Linked DNA regions of Mus musculus: region 2 is linked to region 1. Evidence: chromatin contacts called from public Hi-C data. All regions are on one chromosome and are shown on one strand. The core of a region is the stretch at or near the end of the contact, and the rest is flanking DNA. Distances in the headings are between cores, read along the strand shown. Region 1 holds the start of Nr5a2 (nuclear receptor subfamily 5, group A, member 2). Region 2 has its middle 74 kb from the start of Nr5a2.

Region 1 (3,772 bases), core at 1,272-3,771:
GATGGGAATCTGGGTGCCTGTAGCCTCTTTCCAGTCACCGAGATGTGGGAACTACTCTCCAAATTATCTAGAGGGATATTAAACCAGGAGAAATAAATACGCCTAAATACTACATAGACACCCCCGCCCCCCGCCCCCGCCGCGATCCTATCTCTTCCTCACTCCCACCCTCTCTTCCTTCCTTTTTTCTCTCCACTCTCTTCTTACCCCTTTGGGAGAACTGAACAGTCATTTTGAGATCTAGCGATCTGAGGGGCTTAGGTAAGCCTTGGGTTTGAGTGTAAGCTGGTCCAGGGCAGATGAGGCTCCTTCAGTATGGTTCTGGGGAAGTATGGGCCCAGCAGCCCTTGGAGGCCAGTCAGTTCTAGCTCCATCCCGCCTCAGTTCCAGCAGAGCCTTTGAGAGACTACTGCAGTACAGTGGGTGAAAACAGCTCAGCTTGCTGTCTGGCCATCTTTTAATTCACCCCGGTGGGCTAGGGACCAGCTAGGGCACCACGTGTGTGGTCCCAGATTCCTGGTAGCCCTGTGCTGGTGCAAGCCCGGAGCACGCTTCTCGGGTGCACTCGCCTGTCTGGCCCGCATCTCCCCCCCACCCCCCCCCACCCCCCCCACCCCCCGCTACGTTCCCACACGAAGTGAAGCGCTCAGCGTTCAGTGGATGCAAAGCTCACAAAGCCCTGGTTTCCCTGCCCTTTGAAGAGTCTCTCTCTCTCTCTCTCTCTCTCTCTCTCTCTCTCTCTCTCTCTCTCTCTCTCTCTCTCTCTCCTCTCTCTGCACTCACTTCCCCGTGTTTTCTTTTTAGTTAAGTACAGAACGTTTTCTTTTTTTGGTGAACATTTCCTCAATTGATACTTCAGGGCGTAGCTGGACCATAAAAAAAGCAATCAGTGCCTTAGGTGGAGTCAGCAGGCTGCCCCCAGGGAAAGGGGCAAAGCCGGGGGCCCTGATTATCCCGTTTTAACTGAGACTGGGCTGGCAATCACTGATGGCGCAAGCATCCCTGGAGAAGGGTCGACCCTGGCTCCTATCCAGAGGAAGCAAAGGGGACACGCTCTCCAGCAGGGTCACAACCTACTGGAAATTGCTTCCCTTTGTCTTTAACTTTTAGGATGAACCGAATGTTACTGTATTTACTAAATTTATGGTAAAACTCCCACATTTATGGCTCTATATTGGTATAAATGTATGTGTGGGGATGTTTATCCTTTAAAATAATGAGTCAGGAATGGTAGCTCACACCTACAGTTCTGGTATTATGGAGAGAGACAAGGAGAAAGACGACAGAGCAGGTTCCTGGCCAGCCTAGGTTATATAATGAGACCCCTTGTCTCTCAGGAAAACCAAAACCAAACTCAATCCTCACTCATCCCCAAACAACAACAAGGAACCCCAAGATGCTTCACACGGTGGCCAGGTGTGTAGCCCAGAGATTGAGTGCTTGCCTAGAAAGTGCCCAAACTCTAGGTTCCACTTGTGGGGAGGGTATGTGGTTCTTTCTGTCTTTAAAAGCAAGTCACAGTAAGTCCCCCCACCCCCAAGAATCCTTTAATAATAGGCTGACTTTGTTTTTCTTGAATGACTTTCATTTGCCAACAAACAAACAAGCAAACAAACAAAAATCTCTATAGGATCACGGTGAATGAGACATCTCATGGTCCAGTTGAGATGTCACATTGCTGGTAAGTTCCCTGTTAGTTTTATTTGATCAGTGGTTGATCAATCTTATTTGCTTGTTTCAAAATGTTCAAAACTTTACTTGGCATGGTTGATTCAAAATGATCAAAAATTGTTAAGGCTGAAATAGATGATTAACAACTGGACTTTCTGCTGGGCAGTAACAGCACACACCTTTAATCCCAGCATGGTAGACAGAGGCAGAGGCAGAGGCAGGGGCAGGGGCAGGGGCAGGGGCAGGGGCAGGGGCAGGGGCAGGGGCAGGGGCAGGGGCAGGGGCAGGGGCAGGGGCAAGTGGATCTCTGAGTCTGAGGCTAGCCTGGTTTACAGAGTGAAGTTCCAGGACAGCCAGGGCTACACAGAAACCCTGTCTCAAAACCCTAAGCTTTTTGCTAAGTGGATCTAATACAATGGCATCCCCAAACACCGGATACAATAAATGATATTCATGTGTTGAATTACTCATTTGCTTCTTTCAACTTCAAGAAAAATAAATGTGTGATATATGTGTGGGCTTATTGTATGCTTTTAATAATTACTGCAGGCAAAGTAGTACATTAAAACACAAATCCACCATTAGTAGCACAAAACAGCCAGATGTTAAGAGAGTGGCTTCCTACTTACCAATAGCTGTAAGTCCATGCTTAAGAAATTCTTGAAAATCTCCAGTATCCAAACTAGCAGACATTCTTAGCGAAATTATTGGCAGTCCTTTGGCTTACAGCAGAAATCATTGAATGTGAGAAAGATTGCAGCTTGTCATATTTTGTGACTTTGGGAAGGAAACCTCAGACTACAGTAACCCTCATTTCCTTAGTGAAAGTTAAGAAAAAGGGGGAAAAAACAGAATTCAGAAAGGCTCCAGTCCGTGTTCTCCTGGACTCTGCACTTTTTCCAGCATGTATGACCTGCTGTAAACCATGTCTCCAGTTTCATGATGGTTTCTAATCAGAAGAAAGGAAGCTTTCAATAGGCTTCAACTGGTCACATGACCCTGTGCCGGTTGATAAGAGGACCCTGTTATAAAGTGACAGCAAAAGAGATAAGAACTCTTGGCAGATAATGGCAAAGAAATGATTAACTCAGAAAAGGAGGGGTTCTTCTGCAGCCCAGAGTGTGGAAAGTTGTAAAGCCAAGGGGTCAGGAGATCATACTTAGTGGATAAAAACTCCAAACCACCTCAAGTCCACTAACTAAACTGCAGCTTGTGACATGGCCCTTTGATGTCACTGCTTCTGGCATGGGGAAGGACAGACTCTGCTCTTCTGACCTCTGCAAATACATTTTAGATGATAACATTGGCGGACATTAATTCTTTAAATGATGACTGTAGATATGATTGACACTTTGAAACCCTACAGGAGCACTTGCAAGCTCGTGGGTATTTACTTACCATTTGACCAGTTGCCTTAAAAAAAACAACCCTGTATGTTTGTTAGAAGAGGCATTAGCTTGCTTGTATATTGGTCATTGGGCTAAAGCGGTCATTTCTTTACCTCCATAAAGTAAAATACCTTGAGATAAAATTTGAGCAAAATGATACATGTATAATGCATTTTTCATATATGATTCTGTATATATAAGTGTGTATGTATTTGTGGGGGCCCCCACCTGTGTGTAGGGGGGGTAGATTGTACACTATGTGATTATGCATAAGGAGTCCAGAATACAACCTTGGGTGTTGTTTCTTTTTCTGGTTGTTTTTGGTTTTGTTTGTGTTTGTTTGTTTTCCTTGAAACAAGGGTTTCTCTATATAGCCCTGGCAATCCTGGAACTCACTCTGTAGAGCTAGGCTTGAACTCAAAGATCCCCCTGCCTCTGCCTCCAGAGTGCTGAGATTAAAGGGATTTTAAAAGATCATAGGATGTCAATTCTTGTCAGTTATTTCTTTGTTGTTATTTCTCTGAGCAATCAAACAACAGTCTGACATGCCAGAAATCTCCCTATATATAGGCTAAAGGACACAGAACTCTGCAAAACAGCTTTTTTCTTAAAAATTATTTAGGTCTCTGAAGCATCACTCTTCATATAATACATCTTCTAGAAGCTAAAATGGAGTAACTCAGGTATAGTTGAATAATGGAGTGTACAAGTTT
Region 2 (3,577 bases), core at 807-3,306, 74 kb after region 1:
GCAGTGCTTCGTCCTCATTTGCTGTAATGTCTTTCCTCTGTGTCTATTGTCACTGAAGACCATCACATCCTTTGCTGCCAGAGTCTTTTAATGAATATCTTCATATATTGTCTTTCTCAGACTCAGACAAGAATGGCTCTGCCTTCCTGTTTTAAAAATTATGGTTTTAATGACTTAGAATGCTTTTGTAAACATGAAACAAAAATAAAGATGCAAAAAAGACACTTCAGGCATAGTATTTTAATTTTGATCACCTCTCTCTCTCTCTCTCTCTCTCTCTCTCTCTCTCTCTCTCTCTGTGTGTGTGCATGTGCACATGGTCTACACATATGTTCATGTATGTGTAGATGTCTGTGTGCATGTGGAAAACATGCCTGCCTGCCTGCTGCCTGCCTGCCTGCCTGCCTGCCTGCCTGCCTGCCTGCCTGCTGTCTGTCTTCTTGCCTGCCTGCTGCCATGCTCCTGGCTGTGATGGTCATGGACTTACCCTCTAAAATGTAAATTCCAAGTAAACTCTTTTTAATTTTTGAAAATTTATTTTATTTTTAAATTATGTGTATATACGTGTGTGGTTGTGTGTGGGTTTCTGTAGAGATCAGAAGCAGTCATTGGCTCCCTGGATCTGGCTTTTAGAGGTGGTTGTGAGCCACCCAATATGAGTGTTGGGAACTGAACTCTGGTCCTCTTCGAGAAGAGCCCGGGACCACCCCCAAGCAAACTCTTTCTTCTACAACTTTCCTTGGTCATGGGGTCTTATCACAGCAATAGAAAAGTTGTTAAATGTGAGAGCCTTCCCAGCATTCCCTACTGATATTTACTTCCTGGAAAGCCTGGGTTCAAGATAAATACAAGATTACTTTTCAAGTTAGTCACTGCTGTGTTGTTGTAACAAAATGCCTGCCATAGACAACTTGGAAGAGAGGCTGACTTTCCACACAGCTCAGAGTTGTCTGTCTGCCTTCATTGTTTTGGGTCTGAGGTGAGGCTGAACAATGGTACGTGGAGGGGGAGACTGTTCCCCTTCTAGTGGACAGAAAGCAGCATAGAATAGTAGCAGGAAAGGGCTGAGGCAACGTCAGTCCCTAAGGACATACCCCTGTGATCTATTTCCTCCAACGGGGCCCAGCCTTCCACAGTCCCAGTATCTCTGAGCAATTGTGCCGTTCATTAGGTCAAAGGCCTTACCATCAAATTGACCCTGGAAACTCCTTTCTCTTCTCCTGACACAGAGGTGTGATAACCCAGAGGTGTTTCCAGACCTAATCAAGTTGATAGTGACATTAGTCATCACAGTTAATGCATTAGCGGGATTGCCAGGCAAAGGACAGGATGCCCAGGTAAGCTGATATTTCAAGTATTTCTAATTTTTAAGTATGTACACAAGCTCAAATAGTACATAGACATATTTATGCTGAACATAATGGTTTATTATTTTTCTGAAACTAAAAGTTAACTAGGTGTCTGGCATTTTTGTTTATTAAATCTGGCAACCCTGAACTTTGAACTTTGAAATATTGAAATTTATTGAATATTATCTATTATATATGTGATTATACATGAGTGTTTTGTGTATGTGAATTCAGGTGTGAGGACAACCTCAGGTGTCAGTCCCCTCCTGCCATTTGTGACAGAGGGTCTCATTGTATACTGCTGTGTTGCCCAGCCTATCTGGCCTGCAGGCTTCTTGTGATTCTCCTGCCTCAGCCTCCCATCTTCCTGTAGGGGACGTGTGAGGCAAAACAAGCCCGCGTTCTTTGTGAGCAGGTGGGTGGCTCCTTTAGTCTGATACCTGAGACAGGAGGATCAGAGTCTGAGGATAGCAGAGTGTACACAGCGAGACCCTGCCTAAAAACACCATAGTATTCATGTACATAAAAGTTTCTTCTGGACTCAGAAATGTGGGCACAGCAATTTTGTCACGTGAGTCAGGAAAAACTAGCATTCAAGAATGTAAAGCTCAAGGCCGTGTTCATATGAAGCACAGGCTCACTTCAATGAGAATAAGGGACAGTTTGTTCTGAGCCAAATGTCAGTGACCTTGGCCAGGGAACCTGGATTCAGGCCACCCTGAGTAACATGTTTCACCACGGATGAGGCTCGTGAACTGTCTGTCTGTCTGTCTGTCATTACAGAGCATGAGGAAGTAAGAAGTCAAGACTTTTACCAAATATATCAGGTAGGCACATTACAGCCAAGCAGACAAACCTGCACAACGCTCAGATGTTATCCGCAGACAGGATTAGCTTTGGTTTGGTGAGCATGGGGCCATAAGGGCCATCCTGGTGGATGGAGGAAGAGTGACCCAGGTGGAACATGGCAAGTGATATCTTGGGGTTATTGACAGGGATGTAGGCAAAATAGCACAGAGGATTGACATCTGCCCAGCTCTCCTGCTTCTAAGGCTTCTTGGAAATATAAAGGTTTTGTGTCTTTTATTTGGGAACGATATGGTCTTAGTGGGATAGAAACCCCTCAAAATAATATTTACCACAACAACACCATTCTAGTAAATCATGTGTGTGTGTGTGTGTGTGTGTGTGTGTGTGTGTGTGTGTAGTCTATAAGTCCTGCTCCTCTAGAGAACCCTGACTAATACAGATTTTGTCACCAGGAGTGGTTCTAGAGCATCCAAAGCAGAAGAATGAATCTTTTAAATATCTGCAATAGGCTTTTCTGTCTTCCAACACCTACAATTGCCAAAACCTCTCTAGTGACTGGAGTCTCTCCAGGAAGCTCAGAGAGAACCGCAAGCCATTTTACAATCAGGAAACAAATGCATTTGATTATCTTGATTCACCAGTTGTCAGAGGCAGCAGATTTTGTGACTCTGTATATACACCTTTTGAAATTTTGTGGAAAAATAAGGATTTTCCAAAAGAAGGAGCGGGTTGATTGCTCCTAGCATCATCCTTGATGAATTAACAAAGGAAAAAAATGTGTTCTCTGATAAAATTTACCAATGTCTGGCATTTCAGAATAGGTGAAGGATATCAGTGAACTTAGTGATAAATTGATTGTCTCCAAATGCACATAGATAGCTGAAGATTTTTAAGTGTGCCTTGGAAGAGAATATTCTCTCCAGCATCCACAAAACTTAAATTGTAGAAAACCAAACCAAATCCCACCTTGTAAGACTGGCTGAATTATATAAAAACTCAAGTCCCATTCTCAGAGGGTGTGGTGGTTTGAATAGGAATGATCCCCACAGACTCGTGTGTTTGAATGCTTGGCTGTAGCGAGTGGTACTATTAGAAGATGCAGTCTTGTTGGTGTAGTATGGTCTTATTGAAGGAAGTGTGTCAAGGTGGACGTGGGCTTTGAGGACTTCTATGTTAGGCTATGCCCAGTGTGTCACACAGTCTTCTTATGCTGTCTTTGAATCAAGATGTAGAACTCTCAGCTCCTTCTCTAGCACCACGTCTGTCTGCATGCCGCCATTTTTCCCACCACGATGAGAATGGACTAAACCTCTGAAACTGTAAGCCAGCCCCAACAAAATGTTTTCCTTTGTAAAACTGCTATGGTCACGGTGTCTCTTCACAGCAATAAAACAGAAAGGAAGACAGAAGGTATTAGT

The links. A called contact is a pair of places that touch in the nucleus more often than the background predicts.
Region 2: a contact with region 1 is called in a Hi-C map of liver, with 2.1 times the contacts expected there. The contact joins the enhancer-like site here to the promoter of Nr5a2 in region 1. A contact is called at or near these places in 2 of 39 promoter capture datasets (both in liver), 4 of 484 Hi-C or Micro-C datasets (granulosa cells and liver), 2 of 115 datasets of contacts at active chromatin or transcription factors (embryonic stem cells and fetal liver) and 3 of 9 other capture datasets (adipose tissue, liver and pancreatic islet).

The regions. Positions count from the first base shown.
Region 1 is chr1:136,957,927-136,961,698 of GRCm38.p6, forward strand. Nr5a2 (nuclear receptor subfamily 5, group A, member 2) reads right to left here and starts at 2,522. Exons shown (of 9, transcript NM_030676.3): 1 at 2,301-2,522. The coding sequence starts at 2,364.
Region 2 is chr1:137,032,740-137,036,316 of GRCm38.p6, forward strand. No RefSeq gene overlaps it. Among named protein-coding and RNA genes, the nearest start is that of Nr5a2, 74 kb to the left of the region's middle. Within about 2 kb of position 2,057, at least 10 of the 459 cell types and tissues checked have an H3K27ac peak or open chromatin away from gene starts, as enhancers often do. A contact at or near this core is called in liver, where this site is marked.